Linked DNA regions of Capsicum annuum: region 1 is linked to region 2. The links are chromatin contacts, called in public Hi-C maps. All regions are on one chromosome and are shown on one strand. Each heading gives the region's core, a stretch centred on a gene start, on an enhancer-like site or on the middle of the called end of the contact. The rest is flanking DNA. Distances are from core to core; before and after follow the strand shown.

Evidence for each region. Hi-C and Micro-C count contacts between places; a contact is called where the count stands out from the background.
Region 1: a contact with region 2 is called in a Hi-C map of leaf, with 2.7 times the contacts expected there. The contact joins the promoter of LOC107839915 here to the promoter of LOC107839914 in region 2. A contact is called at or near these places in 4 of 5 Hi-C or Micro-C datasets (bud, leaf and placenta).

The regions. Positions count from the first base shown.
Region 1 is chr8:160,367,692-160,371,643 of UCD10Xv1.1, reverse strand. It overlaps LOC107839915 (thiamine biosynthetic bifunctional enzyme TH1, chloroplastic), which reads right to left and starts at 2,243. Exons shown (of 11, transcript XM_016683576.2): 1 at 1,379-2,243; 2 at 1,234-1,304; 3 at 403-675; 4 at 1-13. The coding sequence starts at 600.
Region 2 is chr8:159,841,836-159,845,976 of UCD10Xv1.1, reverse strand. It overlaps LOC107839914 (serine/threonine-protein kinase SRK2B), which reads right to left and starts at 2,450. Exons shown (of 9, transcript XM_016683573.2): 1 at 1,646-2,450; 2 at 1,370-1,444; 3 at 1,138-1,239; 4 at 920-973; 5 at 708-800; 6 at 526-618; 7 at 36-140. The coding sequence starts at 1,765.

The sequences.
Region 1 (3,952 bases), core at 994-3,493, 530 kb before region 2:
CAATATTCACACCCTAGAATAAACCACAACAGAATTCACAACGGCGAACACAATAACAAAATATTAGTAATCCCTCTGTCCCAATTTATGTGACATTGTCTTTGAAACTTTGAACCTGAACTTGGACATAGAAGCTTTAAGTCTTTTGAAATAGAAATTATATATGTGAAAACTACAAAAAATGATACAATAAATCACAATGGTTAATAACTTAAAAGCATTAAAATGCATATATGGACTCTCGAAATTCCAATTGTGCCGCAACTTAAAACGTTTAAAAGGCATATAAGAAAATTTCAGTCAAAGAAAGACTTGATTGACTCTCCAAATTCCAATTGTGCCGCATAAATTGGGACGGAAAGAGTAACAGACTGTAACCTCACGGAGAGTATTAATTAATACCTGAACCCCTACGGTGTTTTGAGCAGTAACAGCAGTGATGACAGTGGAGCAATACACTCCCCTAGCAGCACACGCCTTGATATCCGCTTGAACACCTGCGCCGGCGCCGGAATCGGAGCCGGCAACCGTCAGAACGTGAGGAACTCTAACTTTGGACTCATCGCACGGCGTTGACGTGGAAACTTTATCGTCTTGCATCGCCTTGATATGCAAAAGCCTATATTGATGAAAACTTCTGATACAAGCTGCGCTGGGACTCAGCTGAACTGGAATCTAAATAATTGAAATCCGTATAAGGATCAAATGTAGCTTTTTCATAGCAGGTGCGCAGACCTGCTGGGATTATAGTCTCAAGTTGAATGAATTTATACCTTCAAACAAATGCAGTATTTAATTCCGGATATTCCAAGTTATCCCGCATAACGAACGCTAAATATGTTCGAGTATGAAGAGAAGGAATGAGAATTTTTACCTGAGGTTTAGGAGTGAAGGAGCAAGTGGATAGAAGGTGAGAACACAAATACGCCATGTGAGAGATGGAAGCTTTTTGGAAAGTGGGGGGAGTCCACGGGTACGGGTCACTTTTTATCCGTGAGACTATGTGACTCTTCACGGGATATGTGGCAAATATTTTTTTATTTTTTTTTAGATTTCTGCATTGAACTTTTTTGGGTAAACTCAAAAATACCCTCTCTATTTTTTAAAATTGAGATATAACCCTGCACTAACAGCCACAATTTAATGACCCATTTTTTAATTTTAAAATCAAACCCGACCTGACCCATATTAAAAGACCAAATAAATAGCCACAATAGGCATTTTTTCACATACCTAAGGCTTCCATCCTGACTTCTGTATGATGAATGTTCCCAACAAAATTGCTCCTCTTCCCCAAAAAAATTCTGTAGGATGAATTTTGAGTATGAATTACATGGTGAAGTTATTGTAAACCAAATTAATACAGTAGTTACCCAACTCTAAGTAGGCAAGCCGAAGGAAAAGATCTTCCCCAGAATACGAATAATCCTGCATATCTAAAAGATCACCAGAGCACACCATACACCTAATTCCCGCCACATAAGCATAAGCAGTGCAAGAACAATTGTTTAAACACAATCTTTTCATATTCACTTGCACTGTCAAGGCAAAAAATAGCAGCAAGATCAGGCAGTTTTAGTCCACTAAACTTCAAAAATCCGTCCTGCAGTCCAACTCCATGAGACGATATATTTCCCTTTTGCTGACACAGTAATTCAGTTCGCCTCACACAACCACCTGTCCAGTTTCCTTTGCTCCATTTGTCTCTAGACTGTGGCACAAACCCTGTTAAGCAGCTGTAAATTGGGGACTTATTCTTGCTGCAGATTGTTGAAGGTCCACATGGTGGATGTACCATTTTAGAATAAACTTCCCAAGCTGGAGCTCCATCGGTCCACTGCACAACTTGAACAGATCTTGTAAACTGAAGCTCCCCGAAAGTTAGGAATGAATTATTTGAAAGAAAGGTGAAATATGTGGTTCCCTCTTGAAAGTCTTGCTGAAAAACAAACTGAATTACACAGGACGCTGCATCTATTAAGGGCAATCCAATGAACTTCAATCTATTCCACTTCCCGGTTCTATAGTAGGGAGTAAATTTGTTCCATATGAAAAAATGAGGAGAAAGTTGCTCCGAGATTCCAACAGAAAAATTTCCGGTGAGGGGTCATTTTCCTTCTGCCAAAAAGACGAGAGCCATCTCTTTCCAGTTATCCTGTTAAAAATCTATTCTCATTCCTGTTAAAATTCATCCTACAAAATTTTGTTCGGAAAGGGGAATGGTTATGTGAGAAAATGCCTATTATAGGTATTTGTTTGGTCTTTTAATATGGGTCGGGTTGGGTTTGATTTTAAAATTTTTAAAACGGATCATTTTAAATGAATTGGGTTATTCTGTTAGTTGAGGGGTACATATGTAAAATTAATAACAGCGGGGCATATATAACCTCTAAGTATGACTGTGAATAAATTTGGTCAATTTTTTAAAGTAGGGTTTTTTTTTTTTTTTGAACCCTTTTCTCAACTTTTTTTTTAAAGTAAGCCAGTGACTTGAAAAAATGGTCAAAAATAGTTTTTTAAAAATTAATCATTTTAAAAATGAAATTAAAAGGACTGATCAATAATCTTGTTTGGTTGCCACATACTACTATAATGAATGATAAATTGTGATTATTGCAATTATAAAAACATAATCTCAGTAAATCAAATTTAATATAAAGATTTTTATCTGTATATACAAAATAAATAAATTTAGTTATCAGTATCGAGGAAATTCATATTTATTTACTTAAAATATTTATAAATTGCACACAAAATAAGCGAGTAAGTTTCAATATTCTTCATTTACTCACCAAACACATTAAAAACAAAACTATATATTACTAATAATTTTTAATATTCAAATTATTGATTGGCAAGAAAATATTTTCGATCTTGAGTCTTTCGAATTGAAAACAAGATCAAAATAGTTGACTATACATGGACATGATTAATATAATTGAATTCACAAAGTAATTTTCGAAAAATCTCTATCTATTAAGTGATTAATCATCTTAATATATTCAGGTGACAACATGAGCAATTACGAACCAATAAATTATGTTTGAAAGTTTTATGAGCGTTCATTTTAAAACTTTAAATTAAAATTGAGTTTTAAGAAAATGTTGACTTACTGAATTGGTTCTTAGTGCAAATGTTAAGTTTATATATCAAGTTGAAGGGAGTTTGAAGAAGAATATAATTGATTTTGGTTGAAAACAAAAAGAACAATATTGTTTATTTTTTCTAGATGTCCATGAATAAATAATTATAGTATGTATTTTGTATTTCAGATATATTCACTTGTATATCTCACATAGAAAATACATGCAACATAACTCTATACAAATTGTAAAATACACAAGTTGGGTAAGTTATATATGTAAGTTGTATGAAAAGTGTATATAAATTAGGGAAAAATTCAGAAATAACATACTTATTCCCTTAATTATGAGTTTCATAGCAACAGTTTCATAATTATATAGTATACCAAGTTGTACTTTGTATTTTTGCAAACTGTTGCTACAAAAATATAAATACATATGATTTTTACTGTCTTTATAATCGATATGTATTTTGTATTTTAGCAAATTATTGCTACAAAAATACAAATACATATGCTATAAAATGTAATTTGATAAAAATGTTGCTATTTTTTTTTTGTAATTTAATATTTAAATATACTACTTTATGTATTTTTTCCTCTCTCTATATAAATTGAACTGTTACTATTTGTTTGGCCCAAATGCGATATGATCATAATCGGGCCAAGCAATCTCGCCAAATCCCGCGTCTCGAAATTCAAAGCTTTCGCTCCACTCTACTCATTTCTTCCTTCCCCTCTTTACACCCCAAATTCCCTGCATCGCTTCTTATACAGGCCTACTCTTTTTCGCCAGAGGCTAATTCGCCGACGAAGGTGGCTTTCGCATTGAACGGTCAGTTCGATTCTTCACATTTCATAACCCTATTA
Region 2 (4,141 bases), core at 1,201-3,700:
GTTCGTCGGATATATGAAGACTTAAAAATACTCACTTGAATAGTTTTCCTGAAGTTCTTCGGATCCTCCTGGTCTTCAAAAGGGTATGCCCCAACCAGCATCACGTAAAGTGTCACCCCGCATGACCAAACATCAGCCAGCTGAATCAATCACAAACAAAAGTCATGGCCTAAGAATAAAGATCAGTAAAAAGATCTACCTTTAGAAAATAATGGGGATGTAAGCAAAAAGATGCAATTTCCGCAACGATGGAAGCATCACCTGTAAATTCAACAAGTCGTAGAGCGACCAGTTATACAAGTATAGAGCGACAAGTTATAGTGGCTTCTTAACAAGTCATATAGCGACCAGTAATATTGGTTTCCTAACTACCCATAGGAGGAAATATTATTATTATTTACCATAAATGACACATATGGTAGCAAATTCAGCTCCACACAGATGATGCCAGAGAAATATCAATTGCATAATGCCTCTCCAGTCTCCACCAAATGTAAAAAATCACATAATTAATCACATTGATACCTTGCCATCATATTCCCTTCTGGAGAGGACCTCTGGAGCAATATAAGCTGGAGTCCCAACAGTTGATTTTGGCCTGGAATGCAACAGGGACGACTGCAATTGCAGGAGAAAACTATGAGCATCTTAGAATTCCTATGGGAATAATATAAGTCTATACCTACAAATCAGCAGAACACATCAACCTTTGAGTATCCAAAATCACATATCTTCAAGCGTGGAGCTGCACTTCCATCAAGAAGGGTATTCTCCAGTTTCAGATCTCTATGGCATATTTGCTGCAAAGGCAATGGAAATTTGATCAGGGATGAGGACTAACTCCCTTAAATTAAAAGATGGCATTTTATATGTTCACAGCTAAAGAATAATTATCTGTAAATTCTTGTAAGTTGCTCACCAGGTTGTGACAGTAGTGGACTCCTGAAATAAGCTGCTGGAAAAAGTATCTAGCCTGAAATAACAGCAGCGAGAACCAAATGAGAGAGGCATTAAAGAGAGGGAATCAAGGCCCCTAAGATCCCATAAGTGTGGCCTTCTAAAATTACATAATTCGTTCATCACACCGGAAGCTTATGCTAGACTTATTATTGAAACAGTTAGAAATTTTAACTATACCTCATCTTCACTGAACCTTCCTGCATTGCAGATGCGCTCAAACAGTTCTCCACCAGCTGCATATTCCATGACAATAGCAAGATGAGTTGGAGTCAATACCACCTGCATCTCACAAAACAAATGAACAACAGTTAGACCAGTTATTCCTTAACTTATTCTTTCCATTTTCAAAAGAAAACAACATGAAAGCAAAAGGGCATTGCAAAATAGTGAATTATATGAACACACTTGCCTCCTTGAAGCGAATTATGTTCGGATGTCGAAGTGATTTATGATTAATGATCTCCCTTGCTACATTCTCATCAATCTACAACAAAAGTGGCATATCTCAAATCTATATAATATTGCATATAAAAAAGAGACTGGGGAACCTAGCTGATTAAAGAATGTTTAACTAATAATTAGGAAAAAAACACAATAAACAATACAAAATAATGAGCATCAGACATTTAAAACAACTAGAAGATGTCAGATTAATGATAAAAAAAAAAACAGTAATTATGCAAACCTTGTGTCCTCTCTCAATGTATTTCATAGCCACAAGCTCTTTTGTCTCCTTGTGCCTCATGAGCCTTGCAACACCAAAATTCCCAGACCCTATATCCTTCACAAGCTCGTATCTTTCCATCTTCTTATATCCTTCAAAAACTCCTATATATATATATATATATATATATATATATAACAAAATCCACCAAACTTTGAGCTTCAAACTTTCTTATCCAATTCCCCTTTCAAAAACCAATCAAAACCCAAAATTCAGCTTCAAGATCCCAAATTGGGAATGTTGGGGTTCTCAATTTAACAAAAAAGGATCAATCTTTAAAGCAATTTACAAAATTCCCAAATAATCCCAAAAAACAAACTCCAAGAAAATCAACCCTTTAAGCTGAATTACAACATGATATGACCCAAGATCAACATATATGCACCAAATCAAGAAAAGGGTGTTTGAAAATCTGTGAATTTTAGAAGAACTAGGGTTTGTTGAGACACAAAAACTGGAAATTGTGGGCCTTGGAAAGGAATTGAGATGGGATTATGGTGGAAAAAGAGGAGAGAAAATAAAAATCAAAGATTAATTGGAAGAGATTTGAAGGTAAAAGCAAGGAATCCCACTCAGTGTGTGTGTGCATGAGACAGGGTGAGAGATTCTAGGGAACAGGGACACACAAGTGCATAGAAGTGTGAAATGGTGAATGACAAAAAGTGAAAAAGAGGAATGAAGGAATATTTTTTTATTATTGAAATCTCATGCCTTATTAAAGTCTATACTTCCATCATTATTATCAAAGTATCTCTTCCCTATTTAGAGTAGTAAAATATTCGCTCGTTCTAAATTTTTTAATTTATTATCCTATTTTACTTATTCTTTTTTATTTATTACGATAATATAATTTTTTTTATTATATCTTTAATGTAATTGATTACTCTTTATTATTAGTATTCTTAAAAAATATTACAAAAAAGAATATTATTAAAAGTACACCATTAAGAATATAAATGGTGTTTTGATATTACTCATCCATCAATATTGGAACTAACAACAAGACACAATTAAAAGGGATAAAATGATAAAGTTATATTACTAATTATTATTTTTTTAATAGCTGTATCATTCCGATTTGGAACGGATAAAATGGAACGAATGGAATAGAACATAGTGCTTTACTTGTTATTTCCTTAATTAATTAAAGAAATAGTTTATTAATTACAGGAAAGGGGCATACTCCAACAACAGTAATATACTCTATTGTCTTTTTTTACCAAAAAAGAAATCTTCAAAATTAGGATATTTAAAAGAAAATTATTGTAATTAGATAATGATCAGAGGCTATTCTTACTCTTTAATTAAGATAATTAAAAAGTAGAGTCGTCAATATAGGTCAGGCCTGTTAGGTCGATCTGTAATTTGATAGAGTTGAGCTTTAGTTTTTGCATCCTGTTTAGAAATAAGGCTTTTTAGCATGGCCCGTATAAACCCGCAGCCCATGGGGCTTGAGCAACGTGGGTTGGGCTCGCCCGTGGGCCAGCCCATAAATCAAATACATGCAACTATTTAGATTGTTTTATTCGTATTTTTATTTGGTTTGAAGAATATCATGTCAAAAGTTATTTAATTTCGCTATTAGGAATAATTTTTGAGGTGTTGGAGACTTGATTAACAAGTATTAACATTATGTAATATTATCTGATAATATTTATGTTTATTAATATTCTAAAATTAAATTATAAAATATTATTTTTTTTAAAAATGAATTAGCCCACGAGGTCCACAGTTCACATATAAATCCGTATGAGCTAGCCTGGATGGACTGAGCCGAGCAGTATTGACAGCTTGAGGATAAGTGTTCACTCTAGATGTATGCTTTGATTGTTGATGGTGTTGTTTACATGATTATAAAAAGAGAATCAAATTCACACAGATTAGATGAGAGTTCGTATAATCAAACAATTGAGTTATTAATTTTTTTTCCTTAATTAATTTGTTTATTTGTCAATAAATATTGATTTTTTATTATATATATATATGTGGGGATTTTAATACTTTCTCCGTTTAAAAAGGAATAACCTACTTTAACTTGGCATAAAATTTAAGAAAATAAAGAAACTTTTGATTTTATGGCCTTAAATTAAAGTAGTGTCAAATGTATCCAAATGTCCTTTAATATTGTGATCATAAATATGTCATGTAAAAAATTAAAATTAAAGTATTGCCAAAAACGAAAAAGCATCATTCTTTGATCTCATTTTTTTAAAATACGAGGGAGTAAATTTAAGGTAAAGGAGTTGTCGGTCGAATCGGGTCAAAATAAGTGAAGCGGTGGCAACAGTGTGATTGACGTGTGGCCCAATCCACTCCAACATCTTTCTTTCTCATCCGATTGTTACGATTCAAGTTGAGTTTGCCCCAACAATGCCAATATTTACACCAATGTTTGGCCAAGTTTATTAATTTTAAAAAGTGCTTTTTCAAAATAATAATAAGGTGTTTATTTAAATT